Linked DNA regions of Ovis aries: region 1 is linked to region 2. A link is a contact called in public Hi-C data. All regions are on one chromosome and are shown on one strand. The core of a region is the stretch at or near the end of the contact, and the rest is flanking DNA. Distances in the headings are between cores, read along the strand shown. Region 1 overlaps TBCE (tubulin folding cofactor E). Region 2 has its middle 12 kb from the start of TRNAR-CCU.

Region 1 (5,868 bases), core at 1,019-3,518, 320 kb before region 2:
TTTTCACTTTACGCTTTCTAGTCGGCTTGAAATTTTTTTCATGAACACATACTACTTTTACCCCTTTTTAATCATCTAGGTGTTCATCTAGAAACTAAAAGGTTCACTGTCACATACTGCATGCTTGAGGCAGACGCAGTCGAGTGAGTGGGAACCAAATGTCGTTAACAATGATCCATTCCAGCATTATTCCCCCATCAAAGTAACAAAAAAGGAAAAGACCCAACAGAGATGGTAATTCATCTGTCCAGCACCCAAGGTGTACCCACATATACTGCCTTTGGTACTGTGAGGCCCCTGCAGCCTTATGTCAAGCACTCAAGTCTCCTCCCAGGGGGTACTGCTGAACTCTGCACCCTAGGAACCCCCAAATAAGGAGAGGTGCCTCCAGGGGGTCAATAGCAGTTACTTTGGAGACATGTTCAAAAGGGCTAAGAATGACCTGGAATTCTGAGGGTCTCCTATAGACTGGATGGGGTTGGTGTGATACCCACCATCCCTGGTACAGGAATCCAGAGTGGGTAACCCAGGACAAAGGAGGGCCCCGGAGGGCACACGGGATGGTGGCAGTGTGTGCCATCAAGAGGCAGAGGAAAGCCTGAAGGGCTGGACCAGCTCAAAGAGGATTGTACATACTACTCCAGTATGTATGGAAACTGTTCCTCTGTCCTGCAAATAACGACTGGAGACCAAGTGTCTAGCAGTGAACACACCCATCAAAAGCACGTGCATCTCTGGTGTGCCAGGTACAGACATGCCTCAGAGTAACAGAGCTGGGCCTGCAGCAAAGGAGGCATAGGGGATTTATACCCAGTGCTCACGAAGGCCACCTGACCGAGAAGGTGACCTGTGGGCAAAGCTGAAGGAATTGAGGGAATGCCACCCTGGAGAAGCACGTCGGGGCAGAGGGGACGACAGGAGCAAACTCCCTGAAGCTGGAATGGGTTTGGCCTGTGGTGGGGGACAGCAAGCTCATGTCTGCCTGCGAACACAGGGTGGAGGCACTGGAAGGGAGGCCCCAAAGCCCAGGTCAGACCACACAGGGCTAAGTCTCTGTTAGTCTCTGCCTGCAAGGGGAGCTGCTGACGTGGGCTGACCCAGGTCTTTTAAAAGGCCATTCTACTGCACTGCTAAGGGACACACTGCAAGGAAACGAAGACAGAGCAGAAAGGGGAGGTGGGAGGCTCCCGAACCAGAGGGGCAGCAGAGGGAAGAGGCTGACGGGACTTGTCAATGGATTCAGATGAGACTTGAGAAAAAAGGAAGAGTTAAATTAACCCTGACGGTTTGGGCTGGTGTCACTGGAACTGCCCTTTATGGAGAAAGACTACAGAGGAGCAGGTGTCACTGGAACTGCCCTTTATGGAGAAAGACTACAGAGGAGCAGGTTTGAGGGGACACGTTCAATGCGAGATGACTGCAGACACCCCAGCAGAGGCAGCACACAGCGGACAGACAGGACTGGGACAGAGGCCGGAGTGCAGGAGCCTGGTAGCCACGCTGGACTGGCCTCATCAGGAGAGGCCGAGGGTCTAAGGTCTGAGCCTGGGGCGTGCTGACCTCTGGCACCTCAGTCTGCCAGAGACTGAGGGGGGTCAGCAACAGAGGGAAAGAGAACCAGAACCAAAGAACGACGGTCCGCGGCCCAGGTGGTCCACTGGGTGCAGACAGCATCTTGCTTTTTCACTGAAGGAAAAACCGAGCAGTCAGTAGCCGTGCTGCCTGGGGCGGGCCAACGGCTGTGAACTTAGATCCCGATCAGCCTCAGCCCCAAACCCATTTTCTTACAGCCCCCAATGCAACAAGGCATCATTGCCCATGAAAGATGGAGAAAGTCACTCTTAATACAAATAGTGGCGTCCATCAACAGGGCTGGTTGGAGAGGAAAGACTTGCCAATGAGGAAGCTCCACAAGGAGGCAGGAAGAGGGGAAGGCAGGCGGAGGAAAGGCCCAGAAGGGGATGAACCCAGCCGGACAGCAAATCAGAGCCTGTACCCTGCTCCAGCCGCTGTGGGCCTACTGAAGCCAGAGAGCTAAGGACGGTGTTCACGGTTTTAAATGGTTACATTTGAGGCGGTTATGGAAGCATCCACACAATATCCCAGTTTGCTGGTTGGCCACAGGCCTAAGGTACTTATTCCTTGGCTCGTTAGGGGACAGCTTGCCAGTTCCTGACCTAAGGAGCTCTGAAAGAACAGAGTGCAGGAGGGCTTGGAAATAACACTCAGAACTCTGGGGGCAGGATTCTTATGCCCTGATGGTAAGACACAGCACAGAACGGTGCTTGTTCACGCTCCAGGGCTTGCTGCCAGCAGAGTGGAAGTCAGTGGAGAAAGCAGCAGAGAAAAGCTGGGCCTCTGCCACTAGGAGAACAGCGGCCACCTGAAGGTGTCCATCCACATGGAAGAAGAAAGGGCCACAAGTGTGGGCCAGCTAGACACCACCCAGACACAGAGCATCCCCAGTCCCCCCGGCTCCTCCCCCAGCCACTTGGCCACCCACTCGCTCTGGGGGTCTCGAAGCCACCACAGGGGCAGTGGGGCTGACCCTGCACGGGCCCTTCCTCCTGCCCCTGAACTGCAGCCCCTCACGCTGCCATGTCCCCGCCGCTGCTCCGCCCTAGACGCGGACCCGCGTGCAGCGGTTGGCCTGGGCGCCTTTTTGTGACCAGCGGTCAAACCCCCACTGCCCTTCGTTCTCATCAGTCCTGCTAACTCCGGGCCATCAGGCTGCTTGGAAAGGGTTCATGTCCAGTCATTCTCCACTCGCTTGTGCTTTCCACCGTGTAGCTAGAATTATACATATTTCTACTAGCCTGTACAGAGCACAGCTGCTGCTGCTGCTAAGTCGCTTCAGTTGTGTCCCTCTCTGTGCGACCCCATAGAAGTCGCTCAGTCATGTCCAACTCCTTGCGACCCCACAGACAGCAGCCCACCAGGCTCCCCTGTCCCTGGGATTCTCCAGGCAAGAACGCTGGAGTAGGTTGCCATTTCCTTCTCCAATGCGTGAAAGTGAAGTTGCTCAGTCGTGTCCGACTCTAGCAACTCCATGGACTGCAGCCTACCAGGCTCCTCCGTCCATGGGATTTTCCAAGCAAGAGTACTGGAGTGGGTTGCCACTTCCTTCTCCAACAAAGCACAGGGATCACCTGTATTCAGACTTCAGCTTGATATAGTGGCCCCACACCCATACATGCACGTATGCGTGCGCGCACACACGCACACACACACACACACTCGAGGGCACACATACACACACACACACTCGAGGGCACACACACACACACACACACACTCTTGAGGGCACACACACACACGAGGGCACACACACACACACTTGAGCACACACAGTCCTGGGAGCTCTGTCACTCTCGCTCCTGTGGGATCCCCAAGTTCAGAGACACCTCTTCCCAGCCAAGCTCTCCGATCCACCACCGTCAGCCCTGGCTCAGTGAAGGATCTGAGAGAAGGATCAGTCTAGAAACGATGACTGGATTAAACACACCAGGCAATCCTTCAACTTCGGGCGAGAATTCAATCAGCGAGTGCAAGGCATTCATCACTGGGTCTGCAAATATAGGCCATGACTTGATTATCTCAGCAAACCTCATTGCCTCATGTCTTGGGGGACATTCTTGCCCAGGAGAAAGTGGTATAAACAAGCAAGATGCTGACTGCCCAGCACACTGCTGACAACTCCAATCAGCCGATCTGCACACCCAAACCCCTCTGCTGACCAGAACTTTTCTGTGTGCTGAAAATGAGCCTTGAACCATCCAATCCCAGTCTTCCGAAACCATTTAGGAGGAGGCCAGGCAGATATAGAATGCGCCACGCACTTCCGTGGCACTTTGCTCCTTACCTAGCTCCATTCCACACCCACCTCAATGCCCGGACTCTGTTCACACCCACCTCAGTGCCCGGACTCTGTTCACACCCACCTCAGTGCCCGGACTCTGTGGCCTAACCTGCAGAGGGAATGACCGCATCTGGGGCAAAGGTGGGGTGGGGGCGCTACTCACGGGCAGAAAGGACCAGTGGTCCCAAGTCCCAGCAGGCCCCCAGCGCCAAGGGACTGCACCTCTGAAACACTGGCTTGGGGAGCTATGCTTCAGTTCCTATCACAAGGTAGGTAGCGTCAGAGTGGTTAGAAATATTTTGCTAAAAGAAAGTTCTTCATCAGCCATCTCCTCAGTTGAGAGACCTATGAGCTGCTGTCTTTTGCATAAACTATTATGCAGAGATGAGGCAGGCTTAAGGAATTGAGAGAAGACCTTTTAAAGTTAGAGAAAGTCTATTTGACTTGCCACTTTTTGTTTTGAACGCCAAAAGATGCATTTATTTGGGGCTTGTTAGGACTGTAGCAGATCCAAGGAGCCCTTGAACCAGACTACACCCTACCAGACTACAAAGTGGGGCAAGTTTAATGATTTTTCTTTTAGACTGACCTCCTCTATTTTCAGGTGTGGGCATAAGAGAAACAGGGAGAAAAACAAAGAACACACTTACGAGAGACAGATGACAAATTTGGAAAAGCTTGTTTTTGAGGTATGATCTCAAACCGCATTGCTGCATGAGCAGGAACCTTAATGAAGGAAAGGATTTACTTCCCTCCCTCTCAAGAAGGCCGTCAGGGCTGCTGCAGTGGCCCCGGGGCCCTCCCAGGGCGCCAGTCCCTCTCCGCGCCTTCCCTGCCGGCTCTCGCCCCACAGCCTGCTGCCGAGCCCTGGACCCTCTGTCTGTGCTCAAAGAGGCGGGGGGCAGGGTGGTGGGCAACGGACAGAAGCTGGTCCAGCCATGTCTGTCCCCCTGGAAGAAACCCTGTCCAGACACTCCCATTTTACCTCTCTCTGGTCCGGGTGAGTCACACACCCCACTTGAAAGCAAATGGTCTAGGAAGGCAATTTCCCCGAGTGGCAACAACCTCAGGTGGAACCGAGTCCCCGTTAGGAGAACGGACATTGGGTAGGGAACCAGGGTGTCTGGCTCAAGTGTCCAATCCAGCCCGACCCCAGTGACGAGTTCTCACTGGAAAGGATACTGGGACAAGCCTTGGCAATTCCTCCTTGATCACCAGCACCATTTACTGCGCAGTTCCTCAAAGAAACGTCTTGCAACTTGCTCAGCTGACTGTATGAAAAACACAGAGTTCACATGCAGACATAAACATGTACGCTATCCATCGGCCCTTTAAAAAATTAAAAAGCGTTTTAGACACATAAAAAGGCACCAGAAATAACAGTATCCACTGCCCAACGTAAGAAATAAAGCCTTACCGAAAAAAAAAAAAAGAAAGTATTACAAGCATTATACACAACACTAAAATCCTCTCGAGCCCCTTTCCATTGCCCTTTCCTCTTGCCCTCCACTCCCCATAGGGCACCAGGGCACTGGGGTCAGTGTTGGCTTAATCGTAAGCATTTCTTAATAGTTTTACTATTTTTTTTATAGTTTATTATTTTACTCTCCTAACAGTTTTACTATATTTCCATGTCCCTAAACAGTTATTGCAGTTTTGAATATTATAAAATTTGACATAAACGGTACCGTACAGCTTCCCTAGTGGCTCAGACAGTAAAACGTCTGCCTGCAGTGCCAGAGACCCGGGTTCGGTCCCTGGGTCAGGAAGATCCCCTGGAGAAGGCAATGGCAGCCCATCCCAGTATTCTTGGCTGGAAGATCTCATGGACGGAGGAGCCTGGTGGGCTACAGTCCATGGGGTTGCGAAGAGTTGGACACGACTGAGCAACTTCACTTTCATTTTCCTGTGACTAACTTTCTCCCTCAACAATACCCTGTCCAGCACTGAGAGGGGACTACATGGACACATGCTCTGGAATGGACATGTTCACACCTGTGGTCTGTCAC
Region 2 (5,894 bases), core at 3,331-5,830:
TGCTCTAGAGCCTGTTAGCCACAGCTGCTGAAGCCCAGGCACCTAGCGCCCATGCTCTGCAGCAGGAGGAATGACTGCAATGAGAAGCCCATACACACAATTAGAGACCAGCCCCCGCTTGCCACGACTAGAGAAAGCCTGTGCGCAGTAGCAAAGACCCAGTGCAGCTGTAAATAACCAAATGAATGCTTTCTAAAAAAAAGAAAAAAAGGAATACATCAAAAAAAGAAAAACAACGAAACAAAAAAACCTCTCCACCAAAAAAAAAAAAAAAAAAAACCAACCAAAAAACGACCAAACACCCACACCTCCTCTCAGAAGCATCTTCTTGGTGTGCTTGGGTTCCATCTAGTGCCAAATTTAGGTACTGCACCTTCCTCACCGATTTAATTCCCTGAGTACAAAGATGGCTCAGAGGTAATGAATTTGCCTGCCAATGTAGGAGGCTCAGGAGACGCAGTTTCAATCCCTGGTTCGGAAAGATCCCCTGAAGGAGGAAACGGCAACCCACACCAGTAGACTAGCCTGACAAATCCCATGGACAGGGGAGCCTGGCGGGCTACAGTCCATGGGCTCGCAGAGTTGGCCGAGGCTGAGCACACACACACTTATTAATAGACCTCTATACTCGTGTACATCACTCCTTGTTTTATTCACTTAACAAACATTTAGAGAAGCCTTGCTTGTACCCAAGACACTGCAGCGAGTGGCCTCTCTCCTTCACGGGGCTCAGAGCCCAGCTGGAAGCAGATGATGGTAGTCACACGTGCTCAGGGCCAAGAGAGGAGCGTGCGCAAGGAGCTAAGGGACGAGCAAGGAAGAGCTGAGGGTCACCACTGGGAGACGGGGGGCTGGCTCTGGACAGACCACTTCCCTCCAGCAGCTGTGGGCCTTCTGGACCATTTCCTCCCCTGCTGGCTTCCTTCACCACGGCTGCGTCCTCTGGCGGGCGTGACTGTGATTCAGCTGCAGTCTCCTTACTTGACGCTTGAGGCAAGGTGGCCGCAGAGAGGCCCCTAGTTCCACAGGGAGGACAGCAGGCTTCGGAGACAGAAGGCCTAGCAGCAGATCCGAGCTCTGGAGACCTTGCCTTCATTTGCGTATGTGTGAAATGCAAAAAATAGGATTGTCCATGTCGGCTTGTTGTGGGAGCTTGTTACGGGAATCCAGCGTGGTAACGTGCTTGACTTGTCTGAGTTTTTCCTTGTGAACATCAAAAATCAAACCTGGTTAACGTAAGTGGAAAAAGGAGTGTCTTGGGGAAACGTCAGAAAGCTCACAGAGATGGGGGTGGATGTAGAAGTGTTTATCAATTTTTGTTCTCTCTCTCAGCTCATTTTTTAAAAACTTGAAGTATAGTTGATTTACAATATTGTGTTACTTTCAGGTATACAACAAAGTGATCCTGTTATGCATAGCTACATATACATACTCTTTTTCAGATTCTTTTCCATTATAGATTATTACAAGATATTGGTTATTGTTACCCGTACTGTACAGTAGGTCCTTATTGTTTACCCGCTTTATATATAGCAGTGTGTATCTGTTAATCCCAAACTCCTAATTTATCCCCCTACCAGTGGTAACCATAAGTTCGTTTTCTATGGCTGTGAAGCTATTTCTGTTTTGTAAATGAGTGCGTTTGTATCATTTTTTCTGGCATCCACGTATTAGTGATAGTGTATGGTGTTTGTCTTTCTCTGACTTACTTCACTTGGTATGATAATCTCTAGGTCCATCCATGTTGATACAGAACGCATTATTTCATTCTTATTTATGGCCGAGTAGTATTCCCCACCTCAGCTCTTATGCGCACACCAGCTTTGTTCCGGCCTGTCCCTGCAGAAAGATTGTCGGTTCCACAGTCTCCGGTGAGGATGGCAGAACCGCTCACAGCTTCAAGTTCACACGCTGTCTGTTGGTCCTCTAGGGAGAGACCACATCTCTCAGTAAGTCGGGTTCATGGGCAGGGATGCTGAGCAGCCCAGCTCTGATCAGGTGTGGGCTCCCTGTGGTGAGGCTGGACAGAAGGGCAGGGCTGCACGGGGTGCTCCTCAGGGGCGGCCCTGGTACCGGTCAGCGTGGCGGGAGCGTGGGGCTCCTCTCGGTGTTGATGGTGGTCCCTTTGGGCCAGTTCTGGAAGTCCACCCTGAGACGAGGGAGCTGGGCGTCGTGGAGAGTCCACTTTGCTTCCCAGCAGGGACCCGAGTCTTTCTGGAAGTCTCCATGGCTGTTGGCAGCTTCTTCCCCGCTTTGCCCATCAGAACCTCCCGCTGGGCCACACAGGCCTGCCTTCGAGTCTCCTTCCTCAGCGGCAGGCCTTAGAGCCCTGGTCCCGCAGGGGGCCGCTCTGCCTCGCCCCTGACGGTGACCTTCCTGCTGACGCGTGACTCCTGCTCCCCGCAGGCCTGGCCTCCGCCCTGCTTGGACTTGATGTCCTGTAAAGAGAGGACACGTAGGGCTATCCTCCAGGCGCTGGGCTGACTTCCCTGCATCTGCCAGCGTGGGGCAGTGCTCCTGTAAAGATCGGGCCCTGCACTCCTGAGTGCCCACAATAAGGGGGAGCTCTCGGGAAGTGGGGGGATGTTCCTGAGGAACCAGGACGTGGGGTGGGTGGGGGCTGGACCCGAGGTGGGCGACCCCTGCCCCCCTCCTCATCCGCTCTGGGCAGGATGGATGGCGAGGGGGCCAGAGGAAGCCTCCTGTGCTCTCTGCTCCCTGGCAGGGTCCCTGCCTCCACCCCCTCCTCAGACCGCCCGAGGTCACCCCCTCTCCCTCACACAGCCCCCCACCTCCTGTGGTGAACTCATAGGTGCTGACTGAGTGTCCCTGAGGCTCCAGGGGTGCTCTTTCAAGCAAGACATGTCGGCATCGCTTCACTGGAGAAAGCATCTTTAGCTGCTAGTAATTCATTAATTAAATTTTATTTTTGGGTGCCCTGGGTCTTCATCGCTTAGAGGGCTTTCTCTAGTTGCGGCGAGAGGGGCTCCTCTTTGTTGAGATTCTCGCTGCCCCCTGCGGGGGCGTCTCTGGCTGTGGAGCCCAGGCCCTTGGGCTTCCGTGGTTGCAGGTCCTGGGTTCCGGAGCGGACGTTCAGTAGCTGAGCGCACGGGCTTAGTTGTTCCACGGCAGGTGGGATCGTCCCCAGAAATGGAACTTGTGTCTCCCGCCTCGGTAGGCAGATTCTTAACCACTGGACCACCAGGCAGTGCAGTGGTGAACACTTACTGAGCACCTGTTGTATGCAGGCAGCTGTGAGGCGTGCTTTCCCTATGGTGATGTTGTCTCCGACGTCCTGGGCACTTGCTGGGTGCTCTTGTCCTCATTTTACAGATGTGGCAGCTGGTACACAGTGTGGGGCTTGTCCTCTGAGGCCAGGTTTGTATGAGCAGCAGGCCGAGGCTCACCTGGTCCCGGGCTCATCTCATTTGTCTACCTGCTGCTGGAGAGCCCCAGATAAATTCAGGCATCACAGGCTGGTCCCCCAGCAGAGGGGGTCATGGGGGTGAGGGAGGTGGGGCTCCCGAGCCTATGCTCCCCTCTTCGGAGATCCACTCTCCGCCCCAGGGCAGGGTAGCTTGCCCACCTCTTCCATTGTCTCAGGCCTAACGAGGGGCCTGTGCCTGGCTCGCCCATCCATTCCCTACTCAGACTGACTGTGCCAGACGCTGAGCCTCCCAGCAGGAAGATGCTGTCATCTGTTGACCTGTGGTCTGGGGGGACCCAGGTGGCACCCCTGCGCTCAGGCTTGTTCAGGGGATGGACCCGTCTCTCGCAGGCAGCTGAGGGCTGCCAGCCTGCCAGCCACTGGTGAGTGCTAGGTACCAGACCCTGTAGAGTAAACTGCATCCTCATCTCCTCATGTTCTATGCTAAGATGACTTTTCAGTGAATTCACTGGGAAACCTGACTTTGGGAGAGCCAGAGGTCTGGAGATGATCTGGACTTGGCCGCATGTGGGTCTGGGCCGTGGAGAGACCAGCCGGGGACCTCCCTCAGGGCAGCCAACTGAACTGAGCCCAGCTTGTATTCTGAAAGAGTGTTCAGCCCCTTTTCCTTGGAAACCCATCCCCAGGCCACGTGCATTGGACGATTCGTTTGCCACATTGCTTCTCCTCGATGGGGACCCATGACTTCCGGAGAGCCAGGAGCGGGGGTCCCCGGTCTCGGTGGCTTTGCTCCAGAGGGCCTGCTCTGCTGCGGCTGCTTCTGCTGCTGCTTTTTCATAGCTAATATTTATCTGGCTGCTCTTGGTCTTAGTTGAGGCATGCGGAATCTAGTTCTCTGGCCAGGGAGGCAGGCACAGTGGGGCTGGAGCCCTGGCCTCCCCGCTGTGGTCCACAGGGCACCTCCACCCAGGGGATGAAGGGCTCTGAGAGGCCAGAGCGGCCCTTGTTCTCTGGAGGGGCCGATGTGGGTGGTGGAATCGAGTGACAAAGCTGGCCTTCCACGTGGGGAACTACAGTCATGGGGCCCCCTGCTCTGAGCAAGGCTGGGTGTCCTCAGATCGGGACCCCAGGTCTGGGTCAGCTGCGGCGATGGGGCTCCTTGCTCTGTCAGGTCCTGGGTGCCGATCAGCAGCTCCTGCCCGTCCCCAGGCCCAGACAGTAGATCTTCTGTGAGTCAGTGACATGCGCCCGGCTATCCCCGCCGGGACTGCATAAATCTTCTCGTTTTTGCCATATCACTGGCTCTCGTGACAGCTCAAGATGTTTCTCTGCTTCTGAGTATCCCTTTTATTAAAAGGCGCTGGAGCCCTGCAGACGTGTTAACCAGTGGCCCCTCTGGCCCCCCTGGCCTCTCCTTTCTCAGCTCAGCTTTCCCTCTTCGCTGCTCCCACAAGTCTTTCACATCATTCATTTTGACATTTAAAAGTTTCCAAGCTTGATCTGAGATGCCACAAACACTGCCATTGTTATTTGGTGGGCTCTGGAATGCTGAGAATCCCAGGACTGGGGCGGGGGGTGGGGGAAGGGCGGGCCTGCCTGCCTTGTCTGGATGCAGGGAGCTCAGTCCTTGCTGGGAGGTGGGCTTCCGCCCTGGGGTTGTGGCCGCTCCCGCCTTCTGCAGGCTCTGCTTGCCTTTCGGGCTTCTTTCCTTCTCACCAGGCCAGTCCCTCCTTTTGTTTTTCTTGAGGATCCTAGAATCTTAATGTTCCACTTTTTCAGGAAAGTTGCTCCTATTACCCAGGGGTGATTCCGTCACCTTCTCCCTGGCTCCTGCTCCTAACAGGCCCTCCATATTTCAGCAGAGGCTGTCAGAGAGAGCAAAGCTGGCCGCGCTGGGTCTCGGGCCACGTGGCGCCATCTCTGACGGTTCTTGGTGGTGGTGCTTTAGTTGCCAAGTAGAGTTCGACTCTAGCGACCCCATGGACTGAAGCCCGCCAGACTCTCTGTCTGTGGGACTCTCCAGGCAAGAGTACTGGAGTGGACTGCTGTGCCCTCCTCCAGGGGATCTTCTCGACCCAGGACTCAAAGCTTCATCTCTTATATCCCCTGCATCTCTTGTACCTCCTGCATTGGCAGGTGGGTTCTTTGCCACTAGCGCCTGAGAAGCCCCTGATGGTTCTTGTGCTGTGCTTACTCAGTCTTGTCTGGCTCTTTGTGACCCCATGAAATGTAGCCCGCCAAGCTCCTCTGTTCTTGGGATTTCCCAGGCACGAATACTGGGGTGGGGTGCCATTTCCTACTCCAGGGGATCTTCCCTACCCAGGGATCGAACCAGTATCTCTCACGTCTCCTGCATTGGCAGGCAGATTCTTTACCACTAGTGCCACCTTGGGTTCACGGGGTAGGAAAAATGGTGACAAAAAGGCAGGCCTCGTTACCCAAGTGTTATTTTTGTCTGCTAAACACATGAAACAAAATAGAACTACATCCACCATCACAATCACCT

Evidence for each region. Hi-C and Micro-C count contacts between places; a contact is called where the count stands out from the background.
Region 1: a contact with region 2 is called in a Hi-C map of hypothalamus, with 4 times the contacts expected there. The contact joins two enhancer-like sites. A contact is called at or near these places in 5 of 16 Hi-C or Micro-C datasets (hypothalamus, liver, mesenteric adipose tissue and 2 more).

What each region holds. Positions count from the first base shown.
Region 1 is chr25:7,540,686-7,546,553 of ARS-UI_Ramb_v3.0, reverse strand. TBCE (tubulin folding cofactor E) reads right to left here. Exons shown (of 17, transcript XM_060406733.1): 6 at 5,042-5,130. Among named protein-coding and RNA genes, the nearest start is that of B3GALNT2, 76 kb to the left of the region's middle. Within about 2 kb of position 2,268, at least 5 of the 54 cell types and tissues checked have an H3K27ac peak or open chromatin away from gene starts, as enhancers often do. A contact at or near this core is called in hypothalamus, where this site is marked.
Region 2 is chr25:7,225,602-7,231,495 of ARS-UI_Ramb_v3.0, reverse strand. No RefSeq gene overlaps it. Among named protein-coding and RNA genes, the nearest start is that of TRNAR-CCU, 12 kb to the right of the region's middle. Within about 2 kb of position 4,580, at least 5 of the 54 cell types and tissues checked have an H3K27ac peak or open chromatin away from gene starts, as enhancers often do. A contact at or near this core is called in hypothalamus, where this site is marked.